Linked DNA regions of Mus musculus: region 1 is linked to region 2. Evidence: chromatin contacts called from public HiChIP or PLAC-seq data. All regions are on one chromosome and are shown on one strand. Each heading gives the region's core, a stretch centred on a gene start, on an enhancer-like site or on the middle of the called end of the contact. The rest is flanking DNA. Distances are from core to core; before and after follow the strand shown. Region 1 overlaps Ric8b (RIC8 guanine nucleotide exchange factor B). Region 2 overlaps Rfx4 (regulatory factor X, 4 (influences HLA class II expression)).

Region 1 (4,813 bases), core at 926-3,425, 240 kb after region 2:
TAAATTCTGTAAGCTCCCACCCCTAGATTTAAGAATCTTTTGTTTTTCTTTTTATTATTATTAATTATTATTATTACTATTATTACTATTTTGGTTTCCATTGGCAGTCCCAAGGGTTAGGCTGTGGGGCAAAATAGGCTTTCTTTTCTTGGACGTGCTTTATCTGTGTCCTCTTGCCTGGCCACACCCTTATAGACTATGATTCCTTATCGTTTAGTAAGATCAAATTTCTAAATGATGTTTCGTTCCAGTTGAACATTCTTGGAGGCTTATCTCTTCCCTGGCCAGATGCCTGATCAGATGAGAAGCCCGCCATGATACTGTCACAGTGCCTAGAATGGGCTCTTTATCCAGTAGACATCACTGTACTTTTTGGTGATAACGGGGGCAGTCTTAACTGTGTTAAGGCCTGTATATAGCATTGAAGGTAAGTATGAAGCAGTTGTTGCTATGTGAATATCTTAATCCTGATACACATTTCAAACAAGATGTTTATTGGATACCCAGCCATCAATTTTTAGAGAGAACCATCATAAATTTAGGGCCTGTGGTAACTCTTCATAAAAAGACTCAGCAAAGGGCATGATGCCATCTGGATCCTGTTTGTGGTACTTGCCATTGCTTTAGTAATCATTTAATCACCTGCTGGCAGATGGCAGAAAAGATTTGTGGTCATGCTGTATGTCATTGACAGGCAGGTGCTGCATTGACCATTAGGTTTAGAATATCTTGATTAGGATAGTGATTTTGAGTGTCTTAAAAACCCCAGGAGCTTTTTAAGTGATTCAAAATTATTAGTAGCCTGATACTTATTCTTAACATTAGTATAGAGTATTGGGGATCATCTTGTCCACCCCTTCCTCATTTTGTAGCTCAGAGGCAAATGGCTTGCCCAAGGACTTGTAATAGACTAATAGAAAATTTGAAGCTAGAATCTAGAACTCCTAATGTCTCAGGCACAAGAAGCTGAGTCAGTACCAAAAGGTGGTTGGTTGACTTAAGCTGGGCCATCAGCATCATCTGATGACGGTGACTCATCATCAAAGCTGTATAGCCTAGGGAATGCTTCTTGACACACAGTCCTCTGCCATTCTCCATTTAGGCCACAGCCATGCACTCTGCCCTTTTGGCAAACATTTACCAAGCACCCACTGTGTGCTCTGTCCTAGATGAAAATCACAGCCTGAGAAGACATGGCTCTCTGCCCTCAAGATGAGCACAGTCTTGCAGAGAGCAGTATATCCTTGGGGAGCATTCCGTGGATTTCCTATGGATCAGTGATTTCCTTCTTCTGTAACATGATCTCCTGTGGATTAATAAGCCTTTCTTGATTCTATAGCAGGCTTTCCTAAAGATCAGAAATCCTTTCCTGAATCTATACATCTTGATGATGAAAACCAATCTGCTCTCAGGTTTAGCCAGTCTTGTTCATGACTTAGCCGTGAGGAGCCTCCAGATACCTGACTTCTGTAAGAAGGCCAGCTAAATGCAGTTCACATACTTAACTGCGGCTCTGCTCTCTGCGGCACCGTGCTAGAACACAGAGGACACTAAAACTAAAGCACAGAGCATACTTTCCTTAGTATGTCAGAGCAGTGTCATTTGTAGAGATCAAAGTTTTTAGTAGTGCTTATTTTTAATGAGCATTCTTAAATATGGAAGGTGGCTTTTGAAATAGGAGACAGCGATCCCCTGGACTCGATGCAGCTCGTCAGCCTTAGTGCCCACCCGGGATCTAGCCCTCCATGCCTCGCAGCACTTTTGAGCTTTCTTTTTCCTTTTCCTCAGCTGAGCCAACCTGCTTGCCAGCCCTGCACATAACTAACTCTTGCTTTTGTGCCTCTGCCTGACTAATTCTGCCTCTGGGATGCCTCTCCCACTATAACACCGTGTCTTTTCACTGCCATTAATTACAGTGTGTCCCCGAGTCTGCCTCCTGCAAGGAGCCTGTAGCAATGTCTTTTCCTCCTGTGTCCCACCTGCTTGTGCATTGCCATACAATGGTGAGGGAGCATTGCTGTGGTGTTGATAAATAGGTTCTGACTCTCTGTCCATAGCTTACTGACATGGACACAAACAGCTGACAATGAAATGACAGATGACCAGAGCATGCACTAAGCTGTCAGTAGTGAGTCTCCAGTAGTGACTCAGCCAGAGTCCTGGATACAGAAGACCAGAGAATTAGTCAGAGAGTATGAGAATCAACCCAGGGTTGGTCACAAGCTAGCATATGATCCATTCCTGCTCTCCCACAGGACAAGACATCTCCTTGAACAAATGGCATATACAGGTGGGCTGTTAAGGCTCAGGAAGGCAGGGTACTGCTTGTCGATCATCTTAAGCTTGTTGATCTGCTGTTCTGTAATTCTTTCAGTATTGGGGTGTGTGTGTGTGTGTGTGTGTGTGTGTGTGTGTGTGTGTGTTCCAAACTGTTGACTGAAGCTGCTTGAGGACAGGGACCATTACCTCTCCTCCCCACCACCAGTCAATCAGGAAGGGGAAGCTTTCTGTAAATGTGTAAAGAACAAGAACCCAGCCACTCCACACACCATGTGTAGTCTGTAGTCTGTGCTTTCATGACCACTTAATGAGATGAGCGTTCCTGATCCAGTGTTATAGAAAATAAAATCAGAATTTAGAGCTTCCAGTTAATGTGCTGGAAACTCACTCACATTCGAGCATTAGAACCCAGGTCTGGCTTCCAGACCTCTCTGTGCCTACCACTCCCCTACAGTAAACACTTGAGTCCTCATACTTACAGGGCCCTTAGATCTATACTGTTGCAGTTGTTGCTGCCACTGCTGGGCTGGGACTTCTTACGTCATCACTGGGAAGTAGGCAGAGCCAGTATTATCATGACCCCCATTTCACAGATAGGGAAAGTAAGACTCAGAGGCATGCCCAAGATCACACAGCTGGTAAGTGGAGGAATCTGGACTTCAGACTTCCTAACTTACACTCTGTTTACTCTTCACACAACATCACTTTGCTGTCTGAATTTATTTGCATGAATGCATGACTCTGGCCAAGTTTCACTGATGCCCTTCCTACAGAAATGTCAGTAGATACAAGCATTGCACGGAGCCGTGTGGGAAGGGAAATAATCCATGCCTTCTGAGGAGCTTCCATTTTAATAGAAGGGTGATACAGTGCTTGGGAATAGTTCATATGTGAGAATTTAAAGACGGGTGACCTTTGTTCTATAAATTAACTCTTGTAATTTGATCATGAAACTGTGTGAGTAATTGTTCCCAATTATAGAGTTGGACTAAAGGGTAGTAATAAAGATAACAAACTTGATTTGGAAGAACTCTTCCTGGGATTGCAAGAAGGTAGCTGGGTAGCTCACACTGGTCGCTAGCCCCAGTGTTGACTCTTCTGTTACTGTGGAGGTAAAATTGGTGGTAGTGCTGGCAGGGATGCTGTGTCTTTGCTATACCTGCCTCTCTGGTGCTTCTCCTTACCATCCAGCCCTCCCATACCTCACAGCCTGCAGTTACCGACACCTTTAAACCAGGCCATTGGGTGGGTTAAGTTCTGTGTTTCAGTTTGGTTGGCTTGGGTTTGGGTTTGGGTTTTTGACCTTTTGAGCCAGGCTCTTGTTTTTACAGATGTGTATCACACTTGTCACCTTTAGACCTAGAATCTTCTTATCCTTCAGTTGCCGTTTCCAGCAAGTTGTCCCCGTGCTTTGCATCAGTTATCATAGTCAGTATCACAAAATTCCGCATCACAGGCAGAACTAGAAAATACGAACTCTAAGTTGTGCCTGGGCTAGAGAATTGCTGATGGCTCTCCACTGGCATTTCTATATGCTTGCCACAAAGGCAGCTGACATTCTTTGTGTCCTGGAAAAGAGTACAGTTTCCTGTATCTGGCTCTGTAGATAGTGCTGTGTCCTTAGTATCCACCCTGGAGCCATAGGAATGCTCTCCTACTCACCTTCTCCAGGCCCTTCCACACCTGCCTTTCCCCTGCCTCAGCAATAGTCCATCTTTCTCTCCTTTTCCATACACCATTATAGTGTCCTCCTAATGCCTTACCTGCCTGCCACTGCTCCAGTGACTCTAGCACACCACTCGCAGAGGGTGTGAACCAGTAGACATTGTACAGGGTAGATGCTAAGCTCCTTACTTTCAAGTTAACCTTTACCTCTTGCCCCTCACTTCTTCCCTAAACACTGGTCCCTTGTCCAGCCTCACAAGAACAGAGCAGAAAAGGTGAGCTAACACAGTCACACAAGATGACGGGACCTGGTGCAGTCTCCTTTGCCTGGCACAGGCTCTCTTGTCTATGGTGCCTTCTCTGCCTCCCCCAGGGAATGTGGCCCTGCTTCCTCTCAGGAGCCTCGGGGTTCCATTTGTAGTTCTTTCAGGACCTTTCAGCCATTCATCCAGGGCAGCACCTGCCCTGTCCTTCCTCTTCTGCCCAGCAGGTGGCAGTTCCTTTCATGTAGGTGCTGAGCAGTGGGCTCAGCTGCCTTCCATGCACTCAGAGCAGTCAGCTGACATGGGACTTACTGCAGACAGTGCTGGACTGGGATTTGGGAAACCTGTCCCAGGCCCAGGTCCATCACTGAGTGGCCTTGGGTAAGTCACTCTGCCTCCTTTTAAAGAGGGGAGTTGGACTAAATGATCTCTGAGGGCCCTCTAACTTAAAGCTGAATGACTCTGCTCCTGTTGCCTACATATAACATGTAGGAGCCTCAGTTTAGCTAGCCAGGCAGCCATCCACATTTCCCAAACAGACGCTGGCCTCAGAAGTTATCCTCTGAGGCTAGCCAGAGCTACTTGCTTTAACCAGGCTCCTGTTG
Region 2 (4,944 bases), core at 1,372-3,871:
CCTCACTCTCCAAGCCCATTCCTGCCTTGGGCCTTTACCGTCCAATCTCACCTTCTCAGACCAGCAGTTAGCATCCCTGCTACTAAAGAGTATCCCCAAACCCCTGTTATCCCATTCTGTGCCTCTAAGTCACCACTCTTATGACTCCGAAGTCCTCTTGTTTGTCTGTTTGGGTCTGCCACCGCTGTAGGACACAGGTCCTCTGAGCCAGGACCTTCTTGGTCTTGTTCATCACTAGATCTTTAGCCTAGTGCAGAGCAGGCACCCCATCCATATTTGGTGAACATGGGAAGAGAAATAAAGGCAGACAAGGGGGTGGGGCTGTCTTTGTGGTTCAGCCCCTTCCTGGATGGAACCCAGGGGCCCCTGGGCTAGGGCCTGTAGGGTTGCCATGGTAACCACTGACTGACCTGAGGAGCCCTTTGGAGAGGCAGGCCACAGCTGCTGCCTTCTAGGGTCCAGATTCTGTGTATCCCCACCAATGTGGAGTCAGGAAAGAGAGAAGAGGGACTGGGAGAGAATGATCCAGAGCAAAGCATGGCCTGGTGCTGGAGGTTATGGACAGAGATGGCCATGGCAACGCCATTCCACTGGTAATGACCTGGGCTCTGGGGAAGGGAACCTCAACACAAGTCCTCCTTGGCAGCCATCCATGGGGCATATCAACCCTTTCATGTAGCTTTTTTTTTTTTTTTTTTTTTACAGTTGTGGGTTCCTAAAAATAAGCCCTGGCACAGTGTCCTGAAAGATGGCTTAGACAGAGAGCACGAATAACACCTTCTATTAAAAACCTGGTGACACTTCTGTCAGGCAGCCTTTTCTCGGGTGTTGCATAAGACATTCCTGTTGGCATCAGAGCTCTGTTTCATATGATGCTCCCCAGGAAGCCTAGCTGCTTCCGAGCTGCCTGCACAGTTCCCAGGCTGGGGAGCCAGGCCTTTGCAAGCTGCTCCCAAGGCATTCTCACACCCCTGGCCTACCAAGTCTTTGGGCCACAGGTTGGCAAACTCTTCACCTTTTCCCGGAATCCACTTGGCCTTTCTCTACCCCATGCCCTTGTCTCTAACTGCAGCTCTTGTGCCTAACATACCACACTTTCCTTTTCTGTCTGACTGGTGGGGAATCCTTGAAGCATCAGCCAGACTTAGCCAGGCCGAGATGGATCTGTCTTCCTTCCCAAGGCCACAGGCTCTCTTTGGATGCCTTGCTTCCTTGCTGTGTGTCCTGGATCAGGATGCCGGCTTTGGAGTTAGACCTGACTCAACTCAGCCACCAGCCGTCTGAGTTACTCTACCTGGATTTGCCCTGTCTGTCTTAGTTTCTGTCCAGCAAGTCAGAGCTAGTGGGCTGTCTGCCTTGGTTTCTCTGACGAGAACAGAGGAGGCGTGTAACCCAAGGTAACTGAACTGGCATGAGGTGAACACTCAGTCACTGCTACAGTTCATAGCCCCCACCCCCACGCTGACTCTCTGGCTTCATCTCTCCAGAAAGCTCCTGGGTTCTAAGAGACAGTGCCTTTCCAGTTTCCTATGCCCCATGAGGCCAAATGGGTCCAGCACTTTGCCATTGCTATTTTAGGGCATCTTTGGAGAACCCTGGCAGGCAGGGATTTAGGAACCTGGGACCCACCCTCACGACCTCATAGCTATGAGTGGTAGCACCGGTACTTGGTACTTGAACTCAGGTGTTCTGACTCTAAATCTCACAGTCCACCAAGACCGAGTCTGCCTTCTCTCCCACCCTGTCCTGCCTGTAACGCCCTCATGACGTCATGTCAGGCATCTTGGACCTTAAAGGGAACATGATGCTGGCTAACTTCTGATTCTTCAAAGGGCTTGCTCTCTCCCCTTCGTCTTTGCCTAAGTTCTTCATCTTCCAAGGCCTTTCTGACGGAGGCTCTCCCTGTCTGTGACTCCAGCAACTGGTGTTTCATTAGTCATCTCTGCCAACTGTTTTCCTAACTATTCATAGCTCTTGGGGACAAGATATTGAATGGAGCAAATAAGGCTGAGGAAACTAAATTCTAGAAAACAAATCTGTAGGTCTTGAGATCCTAGGCCCCAGGGCTCTAGAGGAAAGGCTTCTGTTAGAATTATAAGAAAGGCACATGGCAGTAATTGTAAAATGAATACATAGACAGCTCCATCTCAGGTCCCCAAGAACGTGTCCCCAAGCTTTCACGAGGCTTTGGCTTTTAAGATTCATTTTAATCAGTGCCCTACCTTCCACCCCTCAAGTTATGAATGCATTTGTCAAGCAGAATTCTAAGCTCCAGGTGCCTGGGCCATGGTGTCTCCTGGATGGGGCAACTTCCTATTTCTTCCACCACCTCCTAGGAAATCAGTCCTCTGTATGGTTCTGCTCAGTTTCATCCTATGAAATGGAGAAAAGTTGTGGAAATCAGGGTTTCTCAGTCTTTGAACCAAAGTGAAGAGGCATGAAGGGCTGCCTGTAAGTAAAGCTGGTTAAGGTCCTGAGGAGTAAGACTCATGGGCAGGCAGAGTCTCATCCTGCTTCGGGCGGCTGGGAGCCCAGCTTGTGGTACGGCCCAGGAGGCTGAGCTCGCAGTCATCCTCATATCCTTTGCGACATTTGCCACAAGCTTGACTTTCACTACAGGAAGTCATCACGTGTGAGTGGTGAGCTCCTTCTGCACTGGAAGAGTGCCAGTGTGGCCGCGCTGGTCACAGCTGGCCGCGCTTTGTGACTTCCACTTCAAGTTCCCATATCTATAAATAGAGCTATCAAGTCATGGCGAGAACACTGTTTTGAGGTTTAATTTAGACCAATATGTGACAATGCGTTCTTGGGGGATACTTGCCACATGGTAGGAACTTCTTATTGATGGAGTAGTGGAGAGCTGGCGGGAGAACATATTTGATATGGTTTATTTAGTGTGTGCAACATCTCTGGGGCCAGGCATAGCAGACAGCTGGGTTCAAGATGGAAAATGGGAGTTGGGAATGGTGGCACATTCCTGAAATCCAGCGTATAGGAGGCAGAAGAATTGAAATGTAGAGGTCAGCCTGGGCTACAGCCTGAGACCTTGTCCAAAACAAACAAGCAAAGAGATGGGGAGGAGGCTGGAGAGGTGAGCAGTTAAGAGCGCTAATTGCTCTTCCAGAAAACCTAGGTTTGGTTCCTGACACACGCATGGTGGTTCACAGCCATCAGTAACTCCACGTTCATGGGATCTGACCCCAGAGGGCAACAGACAATGTACATACATGAACACATGTGCAGGCAAAGAGGTCATTCATGTCAAATAAATCTATAGGCTCCTACCCTCAAGAGTTCAGGAGATAGCATCTCTCTAGTACAGCTTCTTACATCAAAAAGGTGTGTGTGGGGGGGGTGGAGGGGGGTGTGTACATGCATACACACACACACATACACACAAAAGCACAACATTTTGCTTATCCTAAGTTGAGAAAAAGTCTTTGATGTGCTGTGCTTTTCCTAGCCTTGAAGATGAGGAAGATTAGAGAATCCTACAGCTGTGTGGACAGGTGTGCAGCTGTGGGGCCAGGTCTGCAGCTGTGGGGCCAGGTCTACTTATAAGTCACACGTTCTTTGAAATCTCATGGCAGTAATGTAGCATGTATTGAGGTGAGACTGGGCGCCGTGTGCTTGGTTCTAGTGGAGGGTCAAAAGAAAGGCCCAAATAAACTCCACTCCTGAGGTGTTTGAGCTGCCAGCTGAAGAGCCCGCCACACGTGCCAAAGGCTGACAAAGAAACAGGCAAGAGTATTTAGCAAAAATTATAATGTGTAGGTAGAGTTTTATTGAAAGTTCTGACACAAATCAGGTTTTGCTTGAGGTCGCAGCGCTGACACTGTCTGGGAGCCGTGTGGGAGGCAGGAGAAGGAGGCTCAGCTCCCACGTGGAGAATTGAGGTTATGACCTTGGGCTGCTGATCCTGACCTCTACCAGCTGGGTGACTTTGACCAATCATCTACTCTCTATAAGTTTTAGCTTTCTTACCTCAAAATGTATTTCTGCTCCCCCCCCCCACCCCCACCTCCGTTCCCTTTTCTCTTGAGGTGGAGTATGGATATGTTTGCCAGAGGTTCTCCACCTTAATTTTTTGTTTTATTTTATTTTTGGTTTTTCAAGGTAGGGTTTCTCTATGTAACCCTGGCTATCCTGGAACTAACTCTGTAGACCAGGCTGCCATTGAATTCAGAGATCTGCCTGACCCTCACTACCAAGTGCTGGGATTACAGGTGTATGCCACCACATTGATATGGTGTCTCTCCTAAGCCTAGAGTTTGCCTATTTGGCAAGATTGGCTGGCCAGCGAGCCCCAGAGCTCTTCCTTTTTGTTCCCCAGCACTGGGATGATAATCTGTCACACTCAACTTCTTACGTGGATGTTAGGGATCTGAACGCAGGGCCTCATGCTTTCTCGGAACTGATTCTCCAGCCCTAACACATGCCCTTTAACAACTTCATAGAGTTCTTGTGATGAGCCATATGCCAATTTGAACACTGTGGAACCCATAATTGTTCAACATGGGTTAGCCTTTGTTCCTGAATTGCATACACTACAAAGGTAGATGAGTTATAGAGCCTCATTAAAATTCAGTATAGACGCCATTCTGATTGAGATGGCAAACCCTACACAGTCCCATCCCAACCTCAACTGCAAAGTTTCTGGAAGCATGGGTACTCTAAGTAGTCACACCACAGTCTGGGCCCTTCGAGTTGACTCTGTTTGACAGATGGCCCCAAGGACATTGACCGACAAGAAGATGTTTAGAAAATTGGATAGTAACAAAGCAGGAGAAATTTCTTCGAAAAGTTGATGAAACAACTGGGGGCCTTGAACCAGAGACATGGAGACATGATAATTGTGTTCCCATCTCTGCCCGGTGTCAGAGACTGGACTCATTTGGGTGTTCCCTAGGACAGCGGAGAGCAGCCTGGCTGCACAAACAGTGT

The links. HiChIP or PLAC-seq counts read pairs in DNA pulled down with a chosen protein or histone mark.
Region 1: an H3K4me3 HiChIP or PLAC-seq map of bone marrow-derived macrophages shows a contact between it and region 2, with 4 times the contacts expected there. The contact joins two enhancer-like sites. A contact is called at or near these places in 3 of 39 promoter capture datasets (the C10 cell line, HPC-7-derived erythroid cells and liver), 1 of 484 Hi-C or Micro-C datasets (nephron progenitors), 2 of 115 datasets of contacts at active chromatin or transcription factors (bone marrow-derived macrophages and forebrain) and 1 of 9 other capture datasets (adipose tissue).

The regions. Positions count from the first base shown.
Region 1 is chr10:85,009,201-85,014,013 of GRCm38.p6, forward strand. All of the region lies in intron 9 of Ric8b (RIC8 guanine nucleotide exchange factor B), which reads left to right. Among named protein-coding and RNA genes, the nearest start is that of Gm34633, 7.6 kb to the left of the region's middle. Within about 2 kb of position 2,176, at least 18 of the 459 cell types and tissues checked have an H3K27ac peak or open chromatin away from gene starts, as enhancers often do. A contact at or near this core is called in bone marrow-derived macrophages, where this site is marked.
Region 2 is chr10:84,772,155-84,777,098 of GRCm38.p6, forward strand. The region is part of intron 1 of Rfx4 (regulatory factor X, 4 (influences HLA class II expression)); the gene reads left to right. Among named protein-coding and RNA genes, the nearest start is that of Rfx4, 19 kb to the left of the region's middle. Within about 2 kb of position 2,622, at least 93 of the 459 cell types and tissues checked have an H3K27ac peak or open chromatin away from gene starts, as enhancers often do. A contact at or near this core is called in bone marrow-derived macrophages, where this site is marked.